Regions from separate parts of the Sus scrofa genome. Here regions 2 and 3 are each linked to region 1. Evidence: chromatin contacts called from public Hi-C and HiChIP or PLAC-seq data. All regions are on one chromosome and are shown on one strand. The core of a region is the stretch at or near the end of the contact, and the rest is flanking DNA. Distances in the headings are between cores, read along the strand shown. Region 1 has its middle 45 kb from the start of COX5B. Region 2 holds the start of ANKRD23 (ankyrin repeat domain 23). Region 3 holds the start of SEMA4C (semaphorin-4C).

Evidence for each region. A called contact is a pair of places that touch in the nucleus more often than the background predicts. HiChIP or PLAC-seq counts read pairs in DNA pulled down with a chosen protein or histone mark.
Region 2: an H3K27ac HiChIP or PLAC-seq map of skeletal muscle shows a contact between it and region 1. The contact joins the promoter of ANKRD23 here to the enhancer-like site in region 1. A contact is called at or near these places in 1 of 5 promoter capture datasets (fetal liver), 21 of 47 Hi-C or Micro-C datasets (adipose tissue, blood, brain and 10 more) and 2 of 2 datasets of contacts at active chromatin or transcription factors (alveolar macrophages and skeletal muscle).
Region 3: a Hi-C map of skeletal muscle shows a contact between it and region 1, with 8 times the contacts expected there. The contact joins the promoter of SEMA4C here to the enhancer-like site in region 1. A contact is called at or near these places in 4 of 5 promoter capture datasets (fetal liver, fetal skeletal muscle and liver), 30 of 47 Hi-C or Micro-C datasets (adipose tissue, alveolar macrophages, blood and 16 more) and 2 of 2 datasets of contacts at active chromatin or transcription factors (alveolar macrophages and skeletal muscle).

What each region holds. Positions count from the first base shown.
Region 1 is chr3:56,675,005-56,678,965 of Sscrofa11.1, reverse strand. It overlaps FAM178B. Among named protein-coding and RNA genes, the nearest start is that of COX5B, 45 kb to the right of the region's middle. Within about 2 kb of position 1,930, at least 37 of the 83 cell types and tissues checked have an H3K27ac peak or open chromatin away from gene starts, as enhancers often do. A contact at or near this core is called in adipose tissue, brain, fetal liver and 6 more, where this site is marked.
Region 2 is chr3:56,774,557-56,778,517 of Sscrofa11.1, reverse strand. ANKRD23 (ankyrin repeat domain 23) reads right to left here and starts at 1,694. Exons shown (of 10, transcript NM_001315720.1): 1 at 1,653-1,694; 2 at 380-448; 3 at 303-377; 4 at 7-135. The coding sequence starts at 1,679.
Region 3 is chr3:56,748,513-56,752,473 of Sscrofa11.1, reverse strand. It overlaps SEMA4C (semaphorin-4C), which reads right to left and starts at 1,729. Exons shown (of 15, transcript XM_021087262.1): 1 at 1,300-1,729.

The DNA.
Region 1 (3,961 bases), core at 681-3,180:
CAATCAGACTCGCCCTCCCTGGGACTTACTTGACCATGGAGCCTGGAGTACAAAGAAAAGCTGAAGCCTGTCCTAGGATCCTGACCCTTCCCCATTCTAGTTCCACTCTTTTAAGGCCCAGCTGTACCCCTGCCCTTGGATCCCAGGAATGACCCCTGCTCCTTCATAAGAGTTTCCCCAGCAGTTCAGGAAGCCCCCATGGATTTCTGCCTCTCAAAACCAGAGTGCTCAGCACAGAGCCCCATGGCCATGTTCTGCACATTTACCTGGGACCTTGCTTCCAAAATCTTTCTATCCCTAGAGCTCGGCACATAGCGGGTCCTCAACCAATGCCTGTGAATGAATGATGCTACTGCTGCTATGAGAGAACAAGCTCCCCTGGCAAGAAAACCCAAATCTCAGAAGTGAAACATCAGAGCCCATTCTGCTGAGGCCTGAGGTATGACCACGTGAGACATCAGCTGTCCTGCTCTTCCTTCCCCTCCCGAGACAAAGATGTTGGGCAGAGAATCACCAGAAGCCCCTAAGGCCAAATGCATCCTTTCACTGATCTGACTTCAGTTGCGGGCAGGAGAAGCTTTTGTTTCTCCTCCCTGGGGATGGACAACCAGAAGCTCTGTGCAAACATCATTCCTTCCAATGATGCCTAGGCCCTGGGGACCATAAGGACAAAGCAGGTCCTGGCATTTTCTTGTTCAACCTTCACATGGCACTACTGGCCCCAGTTTACAGAGGAAGAAACTGAGGCACTGAGCTGATGTTAAATAACCCCCTTAGGTTACAAGGCAGTTAAGTGGCAGAGCAGGTCTGGGTCCTCTGCTCTAGCCCCTCCCCCACCCAGGTGACAGAGGTGGCAGAAGAAACAGTAGCGCTCACTCATGCCTCCACAGCCGTGTTTAGGTCACAGAAGGACCCTCTGAGCGACATCTCAGGCCAGCTCTTTGTGCCTCGGACGCCCAACTGTGCGTCTGTCATATGCGCAAGGAACAGAGAGAAGCTGCACTGACTGGGGACAGAACATAATGGCCGCTCTGTTCCCTGTGTTGCCCGCCAGCCTTTCCTGCCCGGCCTGGGGAGGGGGAAGGGGGTGCCTTTCTCCTCTGGGGTGGGGAGGGGTGACAGAGGGACCCCAGAGAGAAGAAGAGAGAGCTGGGGGGCTCTTTCTGGAAGCCAGCCAGTCTGCCAGGGCTGAGGAGTTCCCACAACAATCCACCCCGCATGGTGGCCCTAATTTACAGCTGGGGTCTGGGCTCCAACTGGCAGAAATGAGACCAGCTGGAACTTGTGACCTGCCTGTCCCCAGGCAGGGCTGGTCCTGGTCGAGGGCCAGGGCCACATCCCCATGCCTCGCATTCAGATCTCAGCAGCTGGTGCCAGGCTTTCCTCACTGGCTTCTCCCTGTCATTCTCAGTACGAGGGTTCCGGCCTGGGGCAGAATGCATGTACCCCCAAGGCAAACTGTCCTGGCAGCAACCAGAAGGGAAGACAGAACAGCTGTTCTAGGCTTTCCCAGCCGAACCACCTACAACTTCACAGTGGGAGGCAAACACCCAGCACCCAGCAAGGCCGAGGCAGGGCTGTGCTCCCGCTGCTTAGGGACAAGGGCCAGGACCTGTGACTTGGAGTAGAGCTGAGCTGGACATGATGGAATACCTGTTGAGTGGTCAGGCCTCCATCACACAGAGGGCCTCCAGTGGCACAGTCAATACAGGCCACATGCTCTGGGGGGAGCAGAGTGAGACTACAGGCTGGTCACCACCCCTCCCAGGCTTGGTCATCACAAGCCTCCCTTCCTCCTCCAGCCTCTGCTGGGATGAATCCAGTGCCAATGGCACCCAAGGGCAGAGAGGGTCGGTGTCCAGCCTCTCCTGTTGCAGCCCTGCCCAGGCTGCCTGGCTGGCACACTCCTGCCACCTAGTGGCAGGCCACGGTCCTCACCTGGAACAGCCACCGGAGCAGGGCCTCAGGTCTATCACCCACGTGCAGGTAGAGGCCACTCAGGAGGCCGCTGCGCAGGAATGAGAGCTGCTGGGCCGGCGGGGAGCTGTGGGGGCAGAGGAACAGAGGGACAGGGGGGCGAGATCAGGGAGACCTCCACCCGCAGCCTGGCAGCCTTCCTCAACACACCCGTCTCAGCAAGACTGAAAAGACATTCAGATTTCAGCTTCACAGGGACACTAGAAGTGCGCCAGTAATTGCTCTGGACAAAAATGCTCGTGGAGTCCGTGGTGCAAGCAGCTGCTGGAAGGAAAAACAAGCCATGGAACCACAGAATCACCTGCTGTCCATGAACACATCTCAGTGTTTTAAACACGCAACTGGGTGGTACAGTTTGTCCTTCCCGTTTGATGGAGGGGCAAACTGAGGCATTTACCGGGGCTGGGAAAAGGATGTGCTTGTGGTGAGGACAGCGTTTGGGAGTCGCACCTCAGCCAAGGGCTCCAGGCTGCAGCAGGAGGACAGAATTACCATGGGGCCCACATGGGGCTGGCGTCCGGAGTCTGGTTACACAGAGCGTGTCTGCCTGTCTTGTGTTTTTCCGAAACAAAGGGGACACCTGAGAAGATGGGAAAGTAACAGAAAGGGGCCTCTGATGGGGACGTTCGGGGAAGGAAATAACAGCCAAGGTTGTCAGGGTGCCACAGAGGACTCTTCGGAAACCACGTGAACAGCAAGATCCCATGGTCAAGGAGACTGGTGTTCAGACTCGCCACGCACCTGGGGCCATAACCTGAGCTTGCCCTTGGGCCTCCCTTTCTGCCAGGAGCTGTTGGCATGGAGAGGAGCCCAGCTTCATGTGCCCTGTCGCCCTGGTAAGTTGGCTGGACCCACAGAATCCCAGGTCCCTGTAAAACAAGGAGCTGGTATATGCCGTGTGGTTTTCGGGCCTCTGGTGGAGGAGGTTTCGCTTTAGAGAGCTGGACCGTCACCCTCCTGGGCGTGCCGAGGAGGCTGTATTTGGGGTGGGAGCCTCCTGCTTCGTTCACGGCTGGTGAATGCCTCTTTGCTCCCTCTTTCTAGTGAATGTCCTAAAGGCAATTAATAAGGATTCCAGGAAATGAAAGAGTAGTTTCATGTTTGTTCTTCTTTTTAATGGCCAAATTCAGGCAAAGAACATTTTAGACAGCATTTAAAGTCACGACTCTAGATAGAAATTTCCTTGGTCAGCCCAACCTCCTCCTCTCTTTTTAAAAAAGGACATCATATTTTAATCTGCCAGGAACAGAATGCTCCAAAACAAAGATCCTCCTCAGAGCCAAGTTGCTGTCTCCTTGAGTATATCCAGGCAATTCACAAATTGTATATATTTGTTTTAAAGTCATTTAAGTTCAGAGGAGAAAGTGGCTTTGTTCCTGGCTTTGTGAAGCTGACCACTCTGAAACAGACCTTGATTTGCACGTACAAACTCATGTGCACCGCAGGCCTGCTGGCACACGCCACTCCACTCCATGTGCTTGGTCACACGGACACTTTCCCAGACTCACCCCCATGATGTTCAGGCACAGCACCTGAACACAGACAATACCCAGGCAGAGCAGGTCTAGAGGACCTCACAGACTGGTAGGGTCTGGCCAGGGGCCATGTGCCAAGGAAGGCGGTGCTCCAGGGACTCCAAGGAAACTCTTGCTCTGGCATTCTTTTAGGGGACCCGCCAGTTTCGCAGCAGGGGAACTGATTCTACAAGCCCCTGTCAGCTCAGAGCAGCACATTTTCAGCTGCTGCTCAGAGGGAGACATAGCCCTTGGGTCACAATGTCTCCCTTCTGTTACACCACTCTGCAGCACAGGCTCTGCAGCCGAGTTCACTGCTTCTGGCTTAGGCTTAGTCTGTAAGACCAGGAGCCAGAGACAGGCAGAAAGGGCATGGCCCAGCTGGGCTTTCAAGGAATTCTGTGCCGACAGCTAGATGAGATACAGGAATCTCCTCGGTGTGAGGGTGGCGCTGCCTCGCCTCAGCTGTA
Region 2 (3,961 bases), core at 445-2,944, 100 kb before region 1:
TCTCACCTTGACCTCAGGCTCAGGTGCCCTGGGGGGGACTCTGCGTTTTAGTCGCTTTTCTCTCCGTCTTTGAACCAACTTTTCCAAGTCAGCCAGGTTCTCCAAGTTAATTCTGGAACTGTTAAATCTTTCAAGCTGGAGCAGAAAGGGGGTGGAAACAGGGCCATGCCAGCCATTAGCTGCTGGCCGCGGGAGCCCTGGGGCAGCCTCCAGCTGTTCTAACCCCATCCTCCCTGCCCACAAAAGAAGTGCAGCACTCAAGCTGTGGGGCCCTGCTCATGGCCAGCTACCCGGTCACTCACTCTGCTCCTCTTCTCTTCCTCCAGTTTCCGCCTCTCCTGGGCCTCAGCCTCCTGGGGCCCCAGCCTCCAGGTGCAAGCCCACCTCCAGGATCAGGAACTCTATGTCCACGTCCCAGTTCTTTCCTTTCACCTCTCTCTCCACTTACCTACAGGACAGGACAAGGATAAAGGATCAGAAAAATTAAGAGAAGGCGTTAGAAAACATGGCTGTGTTGTACGGGGCGGGTGGGGGGGTGTCCCTGCCCGGAGTGATTTGAGAGCTGGCCTGACCCCTGTCAAAGCTCATGGGCAGTCTAAACACGGGCTGCTCCTGACACCCATGGCTATCACTGGCTCATGGCCTGCGGTGTCGCCTGCGGCCTGCCCTATACTGTCACAGAAACTAGCAGCAGGGGGCCTGACACTGCATCTATTTATACTGTTGGGCTGTGTCCAGGTGAGCCCGGGTGGTTGACATGGCTGCCCTCCTGAGTTGTTGTCCTTACATTCCTACCAGATCACGCCACACTGCCACCTGACCCCAAGCCCAGAGGGACAGAGGAGATGCCTTCTGGGTAAGATTCCTGGGTTCAAATCTTGACTCCTCATGAAGCTCTGTTTCTTCACAGTAAAATGGGGTGAAGCCAGCATTTACCCCTTGGAGCTGTGACGTCCAGGGACTAGTGCCTAGGGCAGAACCTGCTATACATTCTTCCTGTCTTTTCCTTCCCGGCCCCCAGCCCCGGGACTCAGGAGCTGGGGAGCATTGAGGAATAAGCGTGTTGAGGGGAGAGAAAAAGTTGGAATGACAGGATGGCAGAGCCTTGGGCTTTGAAAAGCAAACCCAGGCAACATGAAACCACTCAGGCCCTGCAGCCCACCTCCCAGCAAGAGGCTGCTGAGGCTGCCCTGGCTGTGGCCATCAGCCTCACCACCCTCCACACCCCACCTCCCCACAGCAGACATCCCAAAGTGCCACTGCTATTCCTGTTTCCCTGCCCAGGGCACCCTTCTCCCTGCCCCCAGCCAAGGCAGCCAGACCCTCTGGACCATCAGTGCAATTGAGCTAAACACCCCAGCCACACGTGTGTCTTCTAGGGTGACCTGCCACTTTGTGTTCCTCTTTGGCCATCACAGCCCAGGGCAAAACCCACTAAACTCAAGGATTTCCTTGCCCACCATGACGCAGCATCTTTCTCACTGTTTCCCTCTCTTGCTCCCTAGCCCCTCACCACCTCACATGAGGACTCGGCAGACAGACCAGGTCTTGACTCCTAAAACCCACTCTACAGGCTAAAGAAAGAAACTGCCTGAGCTCCTCATTCTGCTGAGACAGTCCAGGGCACCCAGACCACTGCCCTGTGGCCTTACCAACTGCTGGATGCTGATCAAGTCCATGGTCCCCCCGCTCTCCATGCTCCCAGTGAGAGAAGCTGAGAGGCTCAGCCCTTTTATAGAGAGCTATCTCCGGGGGAAGGGCAGAGGCTTGTGCCCTGGCCAGATAACTCAGTGGCTCTGTAACACCACCGAAATACCAGTGCGGGCATGCAGCCTGCTGTAGGCAGGAGAAAGCTGTTTTGAGCTGAGTCAGTTGCATCCTCAGATACCTGCCATCCTGCACCGGTGCCACCTGCCCCCAGGCACCTACTCAGAAGCAATTCAACCAATAACATACATCCTGGGTGCTGGGCCACCAGCCTAGGCTCAGGGGAAATAGCTCCCACTTGAAAACACGGTCAAGTATGAGGTCTGTCTGTGGAGACCTTGGAAGATCCAGCATGACTGCCCTAGCAGAAGGACCAGAATCCTTAAAGAAGACCTCCAAACCACAGGCCCAGGAGGCTGACATCTGCCTCAGCTGGCACCTACTTGAAGAAATCGAGCTGTTTCTCACCTGGCCAGTTCCCAGATCACTCCCAGCTGCTCCTGGTGGGTTTGTCCCCCACCACTCTGAAGGCCTTAGCATTAAGCTAGGCCACCACCCAGAGCCAAGCTTGGCCTGTTATCAGCATCTTGTGCCTCCTGAAGAGCCTTTGATGGCCCACATGCAGGTCCCCACGGACACCTGCCAGGCACAGCACGACCCTCCCCAGGAAGGTGAGGCTCAGATCCGCCCCAGGTCCAACTATGAACATGAACCATTAATCCAGTCGCAGAGCAGTCCCTCTCCAGCTGCCAAGGTCAAACTTCCTAATTTTCCCGGGACACCAAGTATGCCTCCCCTTGGCTGCGCCTTGACCTCTGCCTTGACGTTTCAAGGAAATCTGATAGCTAGTGAGTAAGACTCCAGAATTGGAGAAACACGAGCAGGCATCCAGGCCGAGCAGGAGAACTGCAGGTCACAGGCAGACCGAGGCCCCACCCCCAGCTGGCTTCTCAGTGCTTCCAAGTTTTGAGACATGAGGAGCCCAAGCTTATCGTCCACCTTTCTTTCGAAGGTGACTTGTGGTCGTGACGAGGGAGAATTACCTGGAGGAGAGTGAGGGGATATAGACAGGAGAAGGCAGGACTTCAGCTTTGGCCCCCACCACTGGCCACCAACTCTAAGACACCCCTCCAACAACGTCTGAGGGCGAGGGCTCCAGCAGACTGCACCTGAAATTCTCAGCAGAAACTATTGGTATTCACATGGAGCTCACTGTATTAACTTACTACTGCTATTACTTATCAAGAAAAAAAAAATTGGAGTTCCCATTGTGGCTCAGCAAGTTATGAACCCAACTAGTATCTATGAAGATGTGGGTTCGATCCCTGGCCTCACTCAGTAGGTTAAAGATCCAGCATTGCCACAAGCTGTGGTGTAGGCTGCAGATGTGGCTTGGATCTGGCATGGCTGTGTCTTTGATGTAGGCTGGCAGTTGCAGCTCTGATTCAGTCCCTGGCCTGGAAATTTCCAAATGCTGTGGGCACAGCCCTAAAAAGAAAACAAAAAATCCCCCAAACAGCAAATCAAGCTCAGGAACCACTTGGCTAAGCATGCTCACCACAGAGCCCAGGGAAACCGTGGGCAGTTTAGTGCCTACCACCCAATGTTCTTCCTGTGTTGTGTATGCCCAGATCTGTCTACCGACAGAGCAGTGTGGTCACACTTGCCACTCTCCACATCAGCATATCTGCACCCACATGTGCCAGAACCGCACTAGCCCACCAGTGGGAACGCTCAGGGGGGTTCCCCTCTTTTTTTCTCATATACACCACATGCATGCTCAAGTGCACATCTTTGTAAATGTTTCTGTAAACACACAGCTTTGTCCACATGGATGAATATTTCTTTGGCCTTGCTCACCTAAGTTTTAACAGATACTGCCAAACTGCTATCCACCGGAGCGCTTCCAATTTCCATGGACAGAGAACAACAAACACAGTTAAGACAAGGGACAGCATGGGAGAAAAAAGAAAAAATTTATATGTAAAACAAAGGGGCGTTCCCAGTGTGTTGCAGCAGATTCGGTCCCTGGCCCAGGAACTTCCATGTGCTGTGGGCGTGGCCTAACAAGAAAAAACAACAAATGATCCATATCTAGAACACATAAACAATGCCTATGAGTCAAAAAAAAAAAAAAGTAGAATTTTAGATGAGTAAAGGGTATGGACAGGAAGTTCACAGCAGACAGGTGTTCAAACTTACTGGTCATTAACACAAAATAAAACAGTAACACTTTTTAGTCTATCAGATGGTA
Region 3 (3,961 bases), core at 480-2,979, 74 kb before region 1:
CAAACAAAGCGGCGGCGCTGGGAGCGTGGCGGTGCCCGGGCTATGGACGCCCCCTGTCGGCCCAGTACCCCAGCGCGGGAAGGGCGGGCGACCTGGGATGCGTTCACCCCCTGAACCAGTCCCCCAACACACCCCCAGCCCTCCCTCGGCCCCTTACCCAGGCCCGAATCGGACCCCGCGGCGCACTCCGATGCTCTGCTCGCACAGTGGTGCCCCTGCTCCCAGCTCCTCCCAGAGCGGGGGAAACGGGCAGCCTTGCGGTGCGGGGGTGGAGGGGTGCAGGATCCCGGCCTCGCGCCCCCGACCCTTGCCCACCCCGAGCGGCGGGCCGTGGATGGCACCCCCGCGGCTGCAAGGCGAGCGCTCCAGCCTTTCCAGGACAGCCCGCCTCCCCAGCGGAGCGGAGCGGGCGGGAGGCTGGGGGGCCGCGGCAGGGAAATCCGATCCCACAACATCGGCCTCCGTCCAAGCCCGCCCCAAACTTTCCGTCGGAGGTGGCAAAGCCGGGGGCAGTTCGGGGACCTGGAGAAGATCCCGGCCTCGGACCGGACAGCACGGGGGACCCCCGCTCCCCATGACCAGTCCGCGCTTCCGGACCCTGTAGCGAAGGGAATAGCTTGCCCCGCTTACGAGCCCCCGCGAGGCAGCCCGCGGGGGGCGTAAGAAGGCACTCGGGCGGACAGTTGTCCCTGCCGCCGCCCCTCCCTGCGCCCCCAGACCCTGTCCCTCGCGCGTGCAGGCCGCCCCCTCCCGAGTCGGCGGACAAAGCAGCGGGCCGGAGCCCCTTAGCCCCGGCCCCGGGCAACCCCGGCCTCACTCACCTCTTCTTCGCGGCTGGAATCCCTGGGCGCCGCCCTCGCGTTCGGCTCCGACCACGGTCCGCCCCTGCCCGCGCGCCGCCGCCCGCCCGCGCGCGCCCGCCCGCCCTGCTCCGCTGCCCGGCTGCCACCGCCCCTCGGCCCGGCTCGGCTCGGCGCCCCTGGGCTCGGGCTCCCCGCGCCACCGCGGCGGGCGCCGGCTCTTTCTCCCCGGCTGCCGCCGCTCTCCGTCCCCTCCCCCTGACGTCAAACAGGGTGGGGGGGGTCGGCGGAGGCCGGGGGCGGGACGCGAAGGCCCGCCCCGAGGGGGGCTGTGACCCGCCGCGACCCGCACGCCTCGCCGCTCCCCGTCCGGTGGCTCGGACCCCCGCCCCTCCCGGTGCCCTGCGGCCCAGCGCCTTGTAGTCATGATCTGCGCCACCGCGCGGGGAGGTGGGACAGAGGAGGGACTCCGGGCCCTGGCAAGGGGAATCGGACTTACCCGGTCTTTCCGAAGTGTCCCCTAAGGCCAACCGCTCGGGCTGGGCGACCTGGATCGGGAATGGGGCTAAGGCGCTCCCTACGCTATGGTTACAGGAACGAAGGCAGGCGAGCCACCTCGAGGCGTGTATCCGAGGCTTCTCTTCGGGGCGGCCCAGAGTGGTCTTATTTGGACCCCCAATTCTGCATCGTTTCTTGGCTTGACGCCTGACCCCTGGGATCAGACTGGATCGGGCCTCACCAGCCAGGAAGACCCCCGAGCCTCCCTCGAGCTTCTGCCTGTTGTTTCTCACGCTCCAGGCAAAGGGTCCCACTCAGCGCCCCTTGCCTGACTCCGGCAAGGATAAACCCCGGCTCCTGTTGCACAGAGCCTACCCTCAGGAAATGACTCCTCTGGTGCCACTGGAAGGCTGAATAACAAGTGACATGAACCCTGATGTTCAGATGAAAGGGGTTGAGGGGAGCCAGCTGGAGAACTACCACTCTCAGAACCGCCAGCCTCCGCCCACAGCCGCTCCTAGAAGTAACTTGTAGCTCTGGTCTCCTGGGTGGTGCTAGGGTGTCTTTGCCAGCTGGTCCTCCAAGCTGGACAAGTGGACAGAGGAACCCCAGGGAGGCCACCTCATGGGGACCCAAAGACAGATGCCACCTCCTGTCTAGGGCCAAAGGGCAGAAGTGAAGAGACTGGAGGCAGAAAAGCTTCCTGGTAACATTAAGCCCTGTGCAGTCCTGTAGGGGAGGGACACTTTAGGGCCCCGTCAGCAGATTTGGATTATAAATCAGTCCTGGACAGGGGCTTTTGTTCTGGGTTAAAACTTGGCATCTGAAAAGTGGAGGCCAGAAGACCAGTGGAGATAATTGGGGAAAGCAGCCCAGTTTGGATTCAGTAACAATTGGGTCTTTGCTAGTATACATAAAGATCCCTTCTCCCGTGCTGGCCAAAGCCACATTTCCCAGTTCCTCTCCACCAGAAAAACAGCTGGTGGCCTTGGAGATGCTGGAGATAGGGGACAAGCCAGTTAATTAGCATGGGGTGGGTGGCAGGGAGGGAGAAGATGGGTGACACAAACACACACATACTCCACTTGTGGTCCAAGTTAGACCCTGTCTATCTAAGCGGCAGTAAAGCACATTTGTTCTGTGCTTTAGAGTCAGCAACATTTTACCCTCATCAACACCCTTTATAAAGTAGGTATTGTTTCTCTCATTTTATAGATAAAATGAGTCTCAGAAAGGTTAAGCAACCTGTCCAAAGTCACACAGATAATTACCAAGGTCGGAATATTAAATCAGGCCTTGGGATTCCTGATTCTGTCTTTCTGATAAATTGATCAGTCATTCTGACAACTTTTAGGCACCAAACCCTCCTCTCCCTGCTATTTTGCCTCAGTTTCACCCCCACCCACCCCTAGGGATGAGGGTTACCAGGCTGAGACCTGAGCTCCTGGCCCCACTTGCAAGACGGCCCCAGTGGAAAGTCTCAGGAGGTGGTTTGGTTTCACTGGCAGGGACCATCTCTTATACCTCAAGGCAGACTTCTCCCTTCCTGCTAACAGACTCCAGAGCCCTTCCCTCCCAAACGCTCCTCAAAAATGAGGCTGCAGTTCCTGAGCTCTCCTTCTCTACCTTCGCTCATTTCCTGCTGTATTCTGTTCCTTTCCAGCACAGGCCTTTTCCATGGGTGGGTGAGCAGGGTATATAGTTTCCTGCATGTCTACTTGCTCATTATTCATACTTTTTTTTTTTTTTTTTTTGTCTTTTTGCCTTTTCTAGGGCTGCTCCCGTGGCATATGGAGATTCCCAGGCTAGAGGTCAAATCGGAGATGTAGCCACTGGCCTATGCCAGAGCCACAGCAACGCAGGATCTGAGCCGCGTCTGCAACCTACACCACAGCTCACAGCAATGCTGGATCCTTAACCCACTGAGCAAGGGCAGGGATGGAACCTGCAACCTCATGGTTCCTAGTCGGATTCATTAACCACTGAGCCACGAAGGGAACTCCGTGATTCATACTTTTATATAAAAGCACAACTGTCAAAAATGAGGACTTATGGGCCTTAAATTAAGGGGAAAAAAAAATTACTGGAGTTCCCATCATGGCGCACCAGAAACAAATCTGACTAGGAACCATGAGGTTGTGGGTTCGATCCTAGCCTGCTCAGTGGGTTAAGGGATCTGGCATTGCTGTGAGCTGTGGTGTAGGTCACAGACACAGCTCGGATGTGCTGTGGCGTGGGCCAGTGGCTACAGCTCCAATTAGACCCCTAGCCTGGGAACCTCCATATGCCGTGGGTTCAGCCCTGAAAGGACCAAAAAAAAAAAAAAATTTACTAATACCGAAAAAAAAAGTCTCAGGTAACTATCAAGTCTCTCAGAGTCTGTCGGCATGTTCTATGGAAGGTACCTACATTTCAGGCCTTAGGCCTTGAGAGACTGTCAGACTTTCTCCATTTATTCAACCCTTGGTGGGCAAGTCAAGAAAAGGCAGATGTGCTACATCTGAGTTTTTCTAAGGATCCACTGGCAACTCAGGCCAGGGCCCTAGAGATGGACCCAAGAGTCTTATCTGGAAAGCAAGGCTACCCGTCACCCCCACACTTGGTCAAGGGGCCCCTCCCTGGAGCTCCTTCCACTCCAGCTCTCCCGAGGCTGCTTCCTGACA